Regions from separate parts of the Mus musculus genome. Here region 2 is linked to region 1. The links are chromatin contacts, called in public Hi-C maps. All regions are on one chromosome and are shown on one strand. The core of a region is the stretch at or near the end of the contact, and the rest is flanking DNA. Distances in the headings are between cores, read along the strand shown.

What was found. A called contact is a pair of places that touch in the nucleus more often than the background predicts.
Region 2: a Hi-C map of the N1E-115 cell line shows a contact between it and region 1, with 3 times the contacts expected there. The contact joins the enhancer-like site here to the promoter of 1700025C18Rik in region 1. A contact is called at or near these places in 15 of 39 promoter capture datasets (the 3T3-L1 cell line, 3T3-L1-derived adipocytes, HPC-7-derived erythroid cells and 8 more), 18 of 484 Hi-C or Micro-C datasets (the N1E-115 cell line, embryonic stem cells, immediate neuronal precursor and 4 more), 1 of 115 datasets of contacts at active chromatin or transcription factors (epiblast stem cells) and 3 of 9 other capture datasets (adipose tissue, embryonic stem cells and liver).

Annotation. Positions count from the first base shown.
Region 1 is chr2:165,087,333-165,094,125 of GRCm38.p6, forward strand. 1700025C18Rik (RIKEN cDNA 1700025C18 gene) reads right to left here and starts at 3,418. Exons shown (of 3, transcript NR_033448.1): 1 at 3,368-3,418; 2 at 2,958-3,243.
Region 2 is chr2:165,172,956-165,179,748 of GRCm38.p6, forward strand. The region is part of intron 2 of Cdh22 (cadherin 22); the gene reads right to left. Among named protein-coding and RNA genes, the nearest start is that of Gm36803, 33 kb to the right of the region's middle. Within about 2 kb of position 4,191, at least 8 of the 459 cell types and tissues checked have an H3K27ac peak or open chromatin away from gene starts, as enhancers often do. A contact at or near this core is called in the N1E-115 cell line, where this site is marked.

The DNA.
Region 1 (6,793 bases), core at 2,168-4,667:
GGGCTCTTGTGATAACGGGAAGGAGAACTATGAGGAAGCATTGGGTTAACAACATTTATTGAGCACCTAGTGTCTGCTGAGCCCTGTGTAATTCAGGGGGTGGGGGAGGGGCAGGGAGGATTGTAATCCATGCTTTCTGCCCTTCATGGCCCTGGTTCCCCCTGGATGCTAGGTACTGAGCCTGGGTCAGCCCTTCCCTTTGTGCCCGCCTTTCCTCATTCCAGAAAATTTTTGTGAGAACATGGGAGACAAGAGTCACAGTCTGGATTCACACCAGCAATGTCTAAGTCCTGACTGTACCATGTCTTTCCTGTGTGACTTTGAGGTTAGTGACCTCTGTGACTAACCTCTCTGTGATTGGGAGTTAGTAATGGTAACAGTGTTCCAGGGCTGTCATAACAGTAAATGTGTTAGTACATGTAACTTAGGCCTGACGCAGAGCAATCATCAGTGAAGGTTAGTGCTAGTGGGTGCATGCACATGTGTGCACATATGTTTGTACATGAACATGCATGAGTGTGAATGAGAACCTGTGTGAATATGTGCACCGAATGTATGAATGTATGTGAGGTGTAGGTGTGCTGTATGAGTGTGTACATATTTGCACATCTATGTGGGTGTGCATATGACTGTGAGTAGGGCACATGGGTATGAGAGTGTGTGTACAGTGTGCAATCATGTGTGTGTACAACTGGAAATGTGTACGTGTGTGTGTGTGTATCAGAATGTAGGTAGGAGTGAGTACCTAGATATGTTTGTGGGTATGTGTACATAGGGCATGGGTGCATAAGTGTGAGTGCATGGGGAATGTGTGTGCGTGTGTTTACAAGTGTACAGGTGCACATGGAAGTATAAATGTGGATGCGAGTCTGTGGGTATGCATGTTTGTGAGTATGGATATGTGCACTGTGTGAATGCATGTGTATGCACACTTGCATGTGTGCTTTTAGTGTGTGGGTGTGCATGTGTAGATATTTGTGAATTAAGTGTGTGCATGTGTGCATATTTCAACATGTATACACACAAGTATTTGTGAGTGCTGGTGGGTGTGAATGTGTGTGAAGGTGCATGCACATGTGTGTACTTGTATGTATGTATGTATGTATGTATATGACTAGATGTGTACACAAGTGTATGTGTGTGCATATGTGCACACGTGTGCTCATGTATGCATAGCTCTGTATGTATGTGTATGGGTAGATGCACATATGTCCATGTATATATGACTAGATATATGCAGGTACAATTACATAGATCTGTTCCCATGCATGTGGCACATCTTGTGTGCATAAGGCATGTGCATGTATGTGTTTATGAGTATACATGTATACATGCATGTGTAAATGTAGACATATGTTCATGGGGATATGCAAATGTGTACATGTATGTACATGGGCATATATTACAAGTGGGATGCATGCATATGTATGCATGTATGCATACGTCTGACCATGCATACTTGTGCAAGTGTCCTTGTGGGTGCAGTAGTATGAGAATACATGTGCTTGTGTGTGAGTACATGTGTGTATGCATATGTGTACATATATGAGCATGTTTAGATGCATGCATTTTATATGTGAGCAAGTGTATGTGCACATGTAAATGAGTGCCGCATTTCCATGTGTTCCTGTGAACACATGTCTGCATGTTTATGTGCCCTTTTGTGTGTGTTATACATGTGTCCATTTACTTATGTACATGGGTATGTCTGTATATGTACATGCTTGCATGAATTACTTTGTGTGATCCTATGTGCATATAGGTGTGTGAATCTGTTTCTGCATGTGTTACATGAATGTGTATGCATCTGTGTTTATACATGTATGTTTGTGAACTCTATTGCTCTATTTGTATGTATACATGTGTGTTTGCCCATGCAAATAGCATCTCATTTAAATCTCCCAACAGCAGGAACTATTGCCATGTCCACTTTACAGAGAGGGAAACTGAGGCCCTCCACATGAATGTAGCTGAGTATCTTCAATAAGCAGGGGGATACCGTCCGGATCTGGATGTCCTTGATCTCTAGGATGCCAGTCACCCTGCTGTTCTGCCAATCAGGTTGTGGGGTTCTCTGGGATGCCCCACCCCCTACCATGTGCCCAGGAACTGCTTGGCTGCCTGTCCCCTCCTGGGCTCATACCACGGAAACCCCATGCAGCGCCTTCTACTCTAGAGGGATATATATTATCTAAATTTGATAAGACAACTTAATTTCACTCCGTGTCTGTTACCGGCGATAAAACCAGCAGACTTTTATGACCCAGCGTCCTCAGCAAGATTGTCAGGAACTTATTATACAAGGTCTAACTGGATTTCTCTCTGCAGATGGCGAGGAGCCGCGGGCTGGAACGCGCTGTGGCCGCATACTGGGGGGAGAGATGCAAAGTGCTTGCTCCGTAGGCTGAGATAAGGCCCCAGCTCCCTGGGATCCAGGATCAGAACTACCTTGCCAGGCCCTGCAGGGGGATGTGGGGAGGATTTGCCCTGTGAGGGGGGTCGGGAGGATGGGCTCCATGCTGCATTCTCTGAGCCCTGGGAAGGAATGTGGAAGTGTTGAGACTTGGGGTTCAGTTAAGCTGCTCCCCTGAGGTTAGCTAGGTAGCCAGAGTGGGAGGGGTGGGTGGGAGGGGCAGATGTGTTTAGGGGTGAGGTGCATGGGAGGGGGAGGAGAGATTAGGTGGAAGGGGACAGGCTGAGCAGGTCATTGGTCCCTTTGTTTGTTCCTGGCCCGTTGTGTCTCAGTTCCCACCAAGTAGACCCCACCCCTGGCTATGAGGTGCACATCTACACTGCTGTAACAGTGACATTTAGACCCACAGGCGCCTCACTATTTAAAGGTTCAGTTTTCAGCACCCCACATTCAAGGTACTCTGAGACCTCTCAGGCTTGAACTTGCTCACAGTTGGTGGTTGGCTTGGGGGGGGTCTAGGTCTCGGTATGAAATCTAGGCTTGCCTGGAACTTGCCATCCTCCTGCCTCAGCCTCCTGAATGCTGAGATTCGAAGCATGCACCAAGGGGCCTCATATGTTCAACAGTACCAAGTATAGATCTGAAGAATCCAGGATCTGGAGGCCATAGCAATGCTTGCTTCAAGTTCACAGTCCGCGGGCAGATGTTTGCCAGGGTTAGCTTTGGCATGAGCTTGGAACAACTCCAGATGCAGAATCTCCTCCAATTAGGCCGTAGCCCTTTGGCCTGAACACCTCCATTGTGGCTACCAGAAGGTCAGAGGGCTTACCCTAAGATATAGAGGTTCAGCATCAGGTGTGTGGTCACTCTCAGATTCAGGTACCCAAGAGCAAGCACGTGCTGCTCCAAGGCTATTCCCACCCAGCAGGGGGACATGGCTTTTACGCCCCTAACCTGGGAGTCAGGTTGACCAGCCCTTTCCTGCCAGTCCTTGTCCACCAATCCAGTGACTCTGGGCACCTTCCCTAGGCCAGGGAGGCTCTGTGATGCAGTCACATGCTGCTCAGCAACCATGTAATGCCTTGGGTGATTCCGGGCTATGTGAAAGCCAGAGAAAGCAGTGACATAAACCATGGCTTCAGGCAACTTCCTCATATCCTCCTGCTCACTCACTGTCTGAGACACCATTATACACCCCCACAGCTGTCCTGTCCTGTCTCCCTGTCTCCCATTCACCCTTCTGAGGAGGACTCTTTATTAAGGAAGTTTCATCCATCTTGTTCTCTCTCTCTCTCTCTCTCTCTCTCTCTCTCTCTCTCTCTCTCTCTCTGTTTTTCAACACAGGGGTTCTCTTTGAACTCAGACTGGCCTCGAATTCCCAGACATCTGCTTGCCTTTACCTATGCTGGGATTAAAGGCATGCGCTACCATGGCCCAGCCTCATCTTCTTTTACTTGAACCTCCACCCCAGCTGGGTCCCTCCTCACTGAGGTCTGAGGAAAGAGAGTGATACTGACTGTCCTCTGAGTGTCATGGCTGGTCCCAGGGAACCCTCTACATCCTCTCAAGGTAGCTTTTCGTCATGTCCATTTGCAGATAGGCAGAGGAGGCACAGAGAGGTGGGCTCGCTTGTCTAAAGACACATGACCCAGGAGAGAGAGAGAGAGAAAAAATCTCTGCTAGGATCTGCGAGGGAGTTAGGGTATTATCTGGTCCTATTCTCCAAGAGGCTACTGTCTGTGTAGAAGAGCAAGGTGGGCATTACTGTGGATTCTCCACGATGTCACAATGTATTACTTTCAGTAGGTCGGAAGGAGGAGGTGGGGGTGTAGCTTGGATGACACAGTGGTGAGATCAAGGGCCCAAGGCCAGCCACTGGGGGATGTGAACATAAGCTGTCCTTTGCCTGGAGACAGTGACGAATATGCTGGGTGCCAGCATTGGCTGAAGGGCAAACAGAGACAGGGTCCCTGGGTGAGTATGGTTAGGAGTGTGGAGCACCAGAGATCAATGCTAGGCTGGAGGAGCCAAGCTGGGGAGGCCTCTGAATACTAACAGTCTCTAATGACCTGGCTTGTCCCACAAGACACCGTGCAGGCTGGAGCCGGCCTGTCTCCTGGTCCCTGACTCTGCAGGTCCCCGGGTCAGACTTTGGAGCTGAACAAAGAGACTGAGAGCAGAGAGGGTGCCAGCAGCTGGGAGTGTCTGAATCAGACTCCGTTCTTTCTTAGCTGTGTGACCTCAGACAGAGCACTCAGTCTCTCTGAGCCTAGGGCACGTGTACACACAAGCAGAGATGTGTGTCACAGGACTGTGGGGTTCTAGCTAAGTTATGACCCTGGAAATAATGGGGTCTCACACTAGAAAGGGGTAACCATGTCTGAACCTCCCCCATCCAAAGGGGGGGGTGCTACCAAAAGCTTCCCGAGTCCCCAGTTGAGAGTGGGTAAGACATTTTTTTTATTTGTGTGTGTGCGTGTTTGTTTGTGGTACGTGTGTGTGTGTGTGTATGTATACGTGTGTGTGTGTGTGTGTGTGTGTGTGTGTGTGTGTGTGTGTGATGCATGTGTGTACATAGGTGCTAGTCAGAAAACATCCATGAATTGGTTTCTCTTTCTACCAGTAGGTCCTGGTGCTTGAACTCAGGTCCCTGGGCTTAGGCAGCAATCACCTTTACCGCTGAGCCATATCACTCACCCCGACTTTATTTTTAATAGAGAAGCAAGCCCTATAATCCTCAAAGGATTTTCCTTCTTGGCTCTTAAAAAAAATCTAACATCTTCATTTCCATGCCCCCCTTTTAAGCTAATTTGTGGAAAATTAAATCGGGGAACTCACAGCGGCTGGCATTTTAATTGGCTCATGTCTGGTTTCTCTCTCGGATCCTCTGATTAGCTGAGCTGCCTCCGTTAAACACTCCATGCTCCACTTAGCCTGCTTTCTGGTCACTCCCCAGGCCTGGACAGCAGGGGCCACCAACCCAGCTGATTCCCTACCCACCCCTCCTGCTCCCAGCGACCCAAGCAGACCTTTTGGCCTGTGCTGCCTGCCTGGGCCTGTTTCCTCGCAGGAATGGGATTTACCTGGGGCTGAGTGTCCCTTGATACACCAGGGTACTGTGTGTCCTTCCTCACTCTTCTCTAGGATGGGGTCTTCACAGGGTGGGGAGAAGGGTCTTTCACTGCCTCTCAGCAGTGTATTTCCTAATGTGTCCATCAGCCACCCGGGTTCTAGTTAGAAAGCCAGTGGGGGCTGTGCCAACATGGAGCTCTAAGTTTGATCCCCAGAACATACATAAACAAGAAAAGCCGGGATGGCAACAGGAGCAGGAGGTTGGCCAGCAACAAGCCCCAAATCCACTAAGAAAACTTATCTCAAAATACACAAGTTGGTGAGGCTGGGGAGGTGGCTCAGTGGATAGCAGGCTGGCTGAGCAGTGTAAGGGTCAAAGGTCAGATCCTTGGACGTGGTAAAAGCTGGGCCTTCTTCACTCTCAGCCCCCCACCCCACTGCTGTGGACATAGCAGGTCTCTGTGCAGACATGTGCAAGATTCTTGTAATCCCAACATTTAGGAGGCAGAGATGGAAGAGACAGTGGAACCCTTGAGCAAATAGGCTAGCTCCTCACTGATAACCAAGGAGGAAGACACCATTACCTCCCCATTTTGTAGATGGAGAAATCAAGGCTCAAAGAGGCACAAGTAACTTGCCCAAGACCACACAACTCACTTTAGCAATTGAGCCTCAATTAGAACTCGGGTGATCTCAGCCTGCTTCTTAGCCATAGCCCACATGTCTTCTAGCTCAGGAATCTTCACGTGTCCCTTGGGGACGCCGGCCATAGGCAACCACTTCTTTCCACCCCTGGTAGCCTGCCTTGTGTGCGTGAGGGCTCAGCAGATGAAGGCTGAGTGGGTGAGAGGGGCCAGCGGCACCCCAGCGCTCCCTCCTCCACCCTGTGGGGGGCCTCAATCAGCACTAATCAGCCACCGCTAATTATCCTGTCCGTGGGGAGGTGAGCACACACGCTGGAGTGAATAGAGAATAGTGTCAGTAGGGGCGGGTGGGGACCAGGTCTTCCAGCCCTGGCTCAGTGCAGTGGGACCTGGGCCACCTTCCTCCTTTCAGGCCCCTCACTCCTGGGGACACAGCAGGCTTCTCTGCCTGGAACATAGCAGGGAAAAAGCCTTACACTCTGGAAGTCAGGGTCATAGCTTCTGGGCTCTGCCCGTGGCCTGGTTTCCAACGTGGTTGCCAGGTTACAACACACCTGACTACCTGCTCGGTTCAGCCCGTGGAGGACACAGAAGGACTGACAGGTGCTTAGAACAGTTGTGGTGAAGGTTGTGAATGGTAATGGCATAGGTCCTGGCATACAGT
Region 2 (6,793 bases), core at 2,941-5,440, 86 kb after region 1:
TAAATTCTGTGGTAGAACTTTGCGTCTGAAAGGTGGATCATAGAAGTGCCATTTGGAAGATTGAATGGCCCATAAACATTTTCATATTTCATTAGCCGATTAATGGGCATCTCTCTCTTTTTGGCGACTCTGCTGATTCTCAGCAGAAATTGCCGGGAGTAAATGGAGGCGTCTGGTGGAACCTTTCCGGGTCCCCGTCCTGTTATAGATTGCCCCAATTAATGCCCGTCCTGGGCTCCTTCTTCCTGTCCAGTTACTGTTAATAGATTTCTCATAAGTGGCTGGATTGTAAAAACCTCATAACTCAGTTTAATGCCCCCAATAAAATTATCTCAGACGTCGGCCCTGAATCATTGGCAGCGCCTGGGATGAGGGGACCTGTCTGTGTTTGTTTGTACGCCTCCATCACCCCACCCTGGGGAGGTACAGTGGGGAAGGGGGGCTGTGGCCTCTGTTAGGGTGCCTCTTAACACTTCCCAGTTCCACCGGACATCTGCTTGTTCGATCAGCAATCACTTGGGAGCACTGTAGTAGAAGAGATGGGATTGTGGGAGAATCTGAGCAGCTGTCCTCTTCAATGGTGTCCGTCACTGCCTGTAAAATGACTCTCGCATATCTCAGATGAGGAGACTCGAGCACAGGGTCAGAAGTGATCTCTGTCACGTGGCCCACAGAAGCTAAGCTTGCATGTGTTATAGCCATTGGTGGGTTCATTTTGCCCTTCCAAATCCTGTTTCCCCATCTCAGGTGGTCAAGCCTTCTCTACGAGGCACGGTGAAGATTGAATGAGCATGTATTGGCAATGACCCAAGCATTTTGGCCACAATGACGTCTTCCATCTCTGGATCCTGGATCTCCATGATGTACAAGAATTTACTCTTCTTCTCCTTTTCTCCTTCTCCTTCTCCTTCTCCTTCTTCTTCTTCTTCTTCTCCTTCTCCTCCTCCTCCTTCTTCTCTTTCTTCTCCTTCTCCTTCTCCTTCTTTCCTTCTCCTTCTTCTTTCTTCTTCTTCTTCTTCTTCTTCTTCTTCTTCTTCTTCTTCTTCTTCTTCTTCTTCTTCTCCTTTTCTTCTTCTTCTTCTTCTTCTTCTTCTTCTTCTTCTTCTTCTTCTTCTTCTTCTTCTTCTTCTCCTTTTCTTCTTCTTCTTCTTCTTCTTCTTCTTCTTCTTCTTCTTCTTCTTCTTCTTCTTCTTCTTCTTCTTCTTCTCCGTTTCTTCTTCTTCTTCTTCTTCTTCTTCTTCTTCTTCTTCTTCTTCTTCTTCTTCTTCTTCTCCTCTTCTTCTTGTTCTTCTTGTACTTCTTCTTCTTGTTCTTCTTCTTGTTCTTGTTCTTCTTCTCCTCCTCCTCCCCTTCCTCCTCCTCCTCTTTCTCCTCCTCTTCCTCCTCCTCCCCTTCTCCTCCTCCTCCTCCTCTTCTCTCTCCTCCTCCTCCTTCTTCTCCTTCTCTCCTTCTTCCCCTCTTCCTTCTCTTCCTCTTCTTCCTCCTCTTCCTTTTCTTCCTCCTTCTCCTCCTCCTCCTCCTCCTCCTCTTCCTCCTCTTTTTTCTCCTCGTCCTCCTCCTTCTTTTTTGAGACAGGGGGTCTCAGGTAGTCCAGGTTAGCCTCAGACTCACTAGGTACCTAAGGACGACCCTGAACTCATGATCCTTCTGCTTCCCCATCTCTCCCACCCTAGTGCTGGTATTACAGAATCCTGATATCTCCCCACAGACCTCCTTCCCGCTCTCAATGAGGGGTGGGGAAAAGTGAGAGGAACCCAACATTGATGCCATTGATGTTCTATGAAGTGTGACATAGCCCTCCATGCGGTCCAGTAGCTGTTCACAAGGAACTACAGGGTCAGACTACCAATCAGCCCAGAGAGGGAAGAGCTAAGAGCTCAGAGATATGGGCGCTGGGCTGGGCTACATCCTGGCTCAGTCCTAGAAGACAGTCCAAGATCCCCAGCAGAGCATGGCAGCTGGAGGATGGATGGCCTCTCATTTACTGAACACCTACTGCATTTCTCCTGCTGTGACGCTCAGCACACAGTCTGCATATACCTTTGCATGCTCCACGGGAAAGGACCAAGGGGAGCCTGCGTCCACTGGACTCCTGAGTGCTGGTCTATCCTCCTGCAGCCTCAAGGAGATGACTGGTCAGCTCACAATGCCCCCAGTGGAGGATGAGAAGCAGGGAGAGGAGTCACCAGGTGGGTCTCTGACACCAGTCTTTGCCCTGCACTTCTCCCTGAGTCTTAGCTCTATCATTAGGAAAAAGACTCCAAATCACACATCAGGAATGTGATGGGTGTGAAGTCAGGAGCAACCACACTGCCAGCTCCAGCTTTGTCCCTGCCTGGTGAGTGGCGGCGCTTCTCACAGCCTCAGTTTTCACATCTGTAGATGGGACTGCTGTTGCTACCAACACATCTCTCAGGTTCATAAGCTAATATATGTGACCTCACAGCACACAGTAGGTTCTTACTGTGAATCAGCATTCCTTTCCTGTCTCTGGACTCAGGAAGGATGGGGGGAGGGGTTATCTAACTCACCCTCCCCACCTCCTGACACACGGATCAATCACAGATGTCTTCACTCATCGGAGGCTTACAGGTCATCTCTAGTGCCTTCTCAGTTCAAAGTTCCACTTTATTCCTCCTCCAGGAAGCCCTCTCAGATGTGCCCCTCTGCATGCCACACTCCCCTGAGCCTTTTAGTGTTGTACTTAGGTGTGCCTGGCACTGTGGGGTTGGGGGCAATAGAGAGGTTGCTTTGCTGGGTCTGAGCTCCTCGGGCGGTGCACTAAGATATGAATGGTGCCTGCAGGGAGAATGCTGGGGCGCAGGAGAGCTGAGTGTGCACGTTTGTGGCGAGCATGCAGGCTTCAGTGTGTGCAATGCACACAGAGTTCGAGACCAAAATCTCCTTCCAGGGACAGCACACGGCTCATCCTCATGTCTACAGCAGCACCGAGCACCGACCTGGCAGTAAATACACTGAATGTGTGACAAGGGACACATACCAGTCACTAGAGTTCCCGACCAGCCAGCCGTCTGGGATTTCTGGACCCATTTGCTTTCTCTTACATATTCCATTCGGAGAGTCACCTATTTCCAAGGGGAAGAAAATAGTTTCCTCACTTCTCAGTGTCAGACGGACACAAGCTGGACAGTGGAGGATGGTTACAGGACTCATATGATGCTCAGGCACACATTGCCAGAGCCTGCAGCACCACCTCTGCCTGCTACATCCTCCTCTGGGAACTCCCTAGTATAGTCCATTGTCCCCCATTAAACAGATAGGCAAACTGAGACTCAAAGAAGGAAGGCATAGATCCTACCTAAAGGTACGCAGCTCAAGAGAGGCAGTTACAAACCCAGTGTTGGGCACAGTGTTCCTATTCTTACTACTTCATCCAGCGAGGCCTGTTTCTGAGGAGGAACACCCACCCCGCCTCACCCCCAAACCTAGCCCTCAGTCATAAACACCAAAACCAAGAGCACAGTGGTGCCTCATCCCAGGGGCCTGCAAATGGGATTTACAGGGCCATTAATTACTTCCTCCTAATTAAATCAAAATTAAATGCGAGCAGAGGTAGGGTTTCCTTATTAAAGACAATTAAACGGACAGCGACGCTACGCAAATAAAAACGAGTCTGGGATTTAAACAGAAAGCAAATCAAATAAAGAGCCCCCCTCCCCCAGTGCAAGGGGTCTGTGCATGCAGGCACAACTCGTAAACCAAGAGTTCATCAATTTTCTTTAAATATTAGCAACTTAATTAAATCCACTCCCCTCCCTGCTCCGATCCTGCCATATATCTAAAATAGATCTCACCGCCCCCAGGAGTTGGTCATAAGTGCTGACCCCATAATTCTATCTTTAAAAAAAGAAAAAGGGTAAAATCCTACAAAATCCACACCCGACTGACAGGAGCCTCGGGGGAAATTACAGTTCAGAAAGGGGATTAGTGAAAGTGCCCAGATTTTATGGAAATGCTGGGATGTTGCTTTGGAGGGCAGGGGGTGTTGTAGAAGGTGAGAGAAGGTAGCTGGGCATGCCCACTGGCAGGGCTGTGCAGGGGGCCGTCGCTGGGCCTGGGGGCAGCCTAACAACTGCAGGGCCTGGTGGCTCCTGTGGGTGCTGACAGGAGTCTGGCGGTGAGTGATGGAGGAGGCAGCTGTGAAATCGGCTACCGTTGGGCACACGGGGTTCACTGCCTGGCTCTGTTGCTAAGCTACCTTTAGAATCTGAGAAGGACTGATGCTCAGAGTGACTCCCTGGGGTGGGGGACGAGGAAGCAGTGATTTCACTGGAGCCTCAGAGAAGTCCTTTCTCCCGGCAGAGCAGAGGATGTGACACAATTGGAGGGCATGCACATAGCGTGTGCACACACAAGTACTGGGTGTGCATGGGTTTGGCTGGCTAGGGACCGGTGGCTTAAAAAAAACAACAATCCCAAGCTCACATTCTTAAGATGGAAAACCTCCTCCCACTGAGGGATGAGAAGCTAAGAGGTCTTAGGGCCGGGCCTGAGCGCAGGGGTTACTAGAACCTGGGCGTCTGAATCAGGCTCCAGTCAGCTTGATGGCCACACAGCAGTCTCCCTCAATGAGAAAGCTCCGGGTAAGTGTTTCAGAGCTATGGGACCTTCTCCTTGCTCCCTGCACAGTACCCTGGGGGGTGGGGTGGGGTTGGCAGTACAGAAGCTGAGCTCTAGGCTAAGGGGGATGGAGGAGGCTGGCAATCCACAACAGGGGTGGAGACCTTTCCAGAGGGTGGATCAGCATCGTGCCGGCTCACAACAGAAGCTTAGCATGAAGTCTAGACTTGAAGTGTTGTCAGTGACCTGGTGACCTGATTATCTATCTGTGTTGTCATTTGGTCTTGGCACATGCTTCTCCACACCCGGGCCTCAGTTTCCCCCTTCTTACAATGAAAGGACTTACTAGGAGCCCTTACTGACAACACATTGTGGTTCAAGGTCACGTGATGGGGCTCACTCGCTGGTGAGACCCCCAAAGGCTGGCCAGGCAAAGATGTAAAAAGCCAATGAGTGCCTCAGCTTTCCTGAGCATCTAGATGTCCTTTGCAGAGAACTCAGCTGCTGGGTGGGCCACTGATCATCTGAGCCATCGCCCCATGTAGCTTTAAGTAGATGTTTGAGTCCTATATCTGTGTCCTTTGGGGCCTCCCTGGGGACCTCAGGCAGGTCCAGGCTTTTGTCTAAGCTTGCCAAGTCTGGACCCTCAGCCACGGGCTAGCCTCTTCTCCTTAGGGCATCAGAAACTACAAGTCTGCAAAACCATCTTGGTCAAGCAGTAGAGGTCCTGAGTTTGATCCCTAGCGTTCAAATTAAAAGCCAGGCATGGTGGGTCCCCTGTCCTTGTGATCCCAGGTCAGGGGAGGCAGAAACAAGTGATCTCTGGGGCTCACTGGTTAGCCAGCCTAGGCTCCTTAGTAAGTTCCAGACCAGTGAGAGACCCTGTATTAGAGGCAGACAGAGTTTCTAAGTATGACAGCCAAGGTTATTCTCTGGCCTTTAAGCATTTAAGAAGCTACAAGTGCCAAGTGTGGTAGATGCCCCTGTCCACTCGAGGTACCTGCCCTCTCTGACCTCAGTTTCTCTGTCTAGAGAGAGAGAACAATGCTTTTTACCTTGCACTTTTATATGGGAATAATACGAAGTACCCAAGACAAGCCACAGGCTGAGTATCGTGGGCTGCGTTCTCTTTCTTAGTCCTCAAGATACTGGGCATGTGGTATGTCAGAGCCCCTGCTTCCAGATGAAGAAAGAGGTCAGGCTGTATATAAAGATGCAGGTTCAGGGCTGGAGAAATAGCCAGGTGGTTGAGAGCACTTGCTGTTCTTGTAGAGGACCAAGGTTCAATTCCTAGCACTCACGTGGTGGCTCACAACCATCCAGGATTCCAGTTCTGGGGATCTGATGCGCTCTTTTGAACAGTATGGACACCAGGCACACAGGTAGTCCATGTGCACACATACAAGCCAAACACTCAGACAGATTAAAAAAAAAATCCAGGTCTAAGGCTATGTGGGGAGCAGGTTGGTCAGGTCAGACTTTCAAAGCTTTGTATCGTAGCTACCAGACCACAAGTGCTTTTCTCTCATCTTCACAGAGTCCTGTCAGCCCTACTGAGCTGGCATCCCTGCTCTGCCACTGGGATGTTAGACCATCCTAAGTGAGGCCTGTGCTTGCCTGAGCTCTACCTGTGGGATCCCAGCTTTGCTCAGTCAGGAACTTACGTCAGCCCATGCGTGGCCGGTGATAGCTGACCAGCAGGGCACACCTGTGTCTGGAAAGCAGCATTTCCTGCACCCAGTTTTCATGTAAGCTTTCCTAACACTGTCAGGGGCTGGGCTCTGAGCCTCAGATCTGTGCCAGTCCATGCCCAGGCTCCGGTAGCAAAATATGCTCTCGAGTTGGGTTTCCTACCACCAACCAAAATGCGCTGGCAAGCCGCCATCTGCCTGAGGAAGACCCAGAGAACCACCCTCAGCTACAGCTACTTCCGCTTCACCTGCTCCACTGCCAGCGAATCTCCAGGCTTCCGAGTCTGCATAGGCTGCAGCCGCCTTCCATCAGCTCTTTAGGCTCCACCACCTATGCTGGAACCCAGCTCAGGGCTTTTCTCCACCCTGAAGCCAGCCGGCGATCCCATTTAACTGGTGCTTACTGGGTTCCCAGGCTGATTTGTGAGAAGTTTTACACATCAGGGTGTCTGATGGAGGCCCCAGACAGCAGGAGCTGATCATATTTCTCTCTCCCCAGCAGCACAGCCAGGCTTCATGGG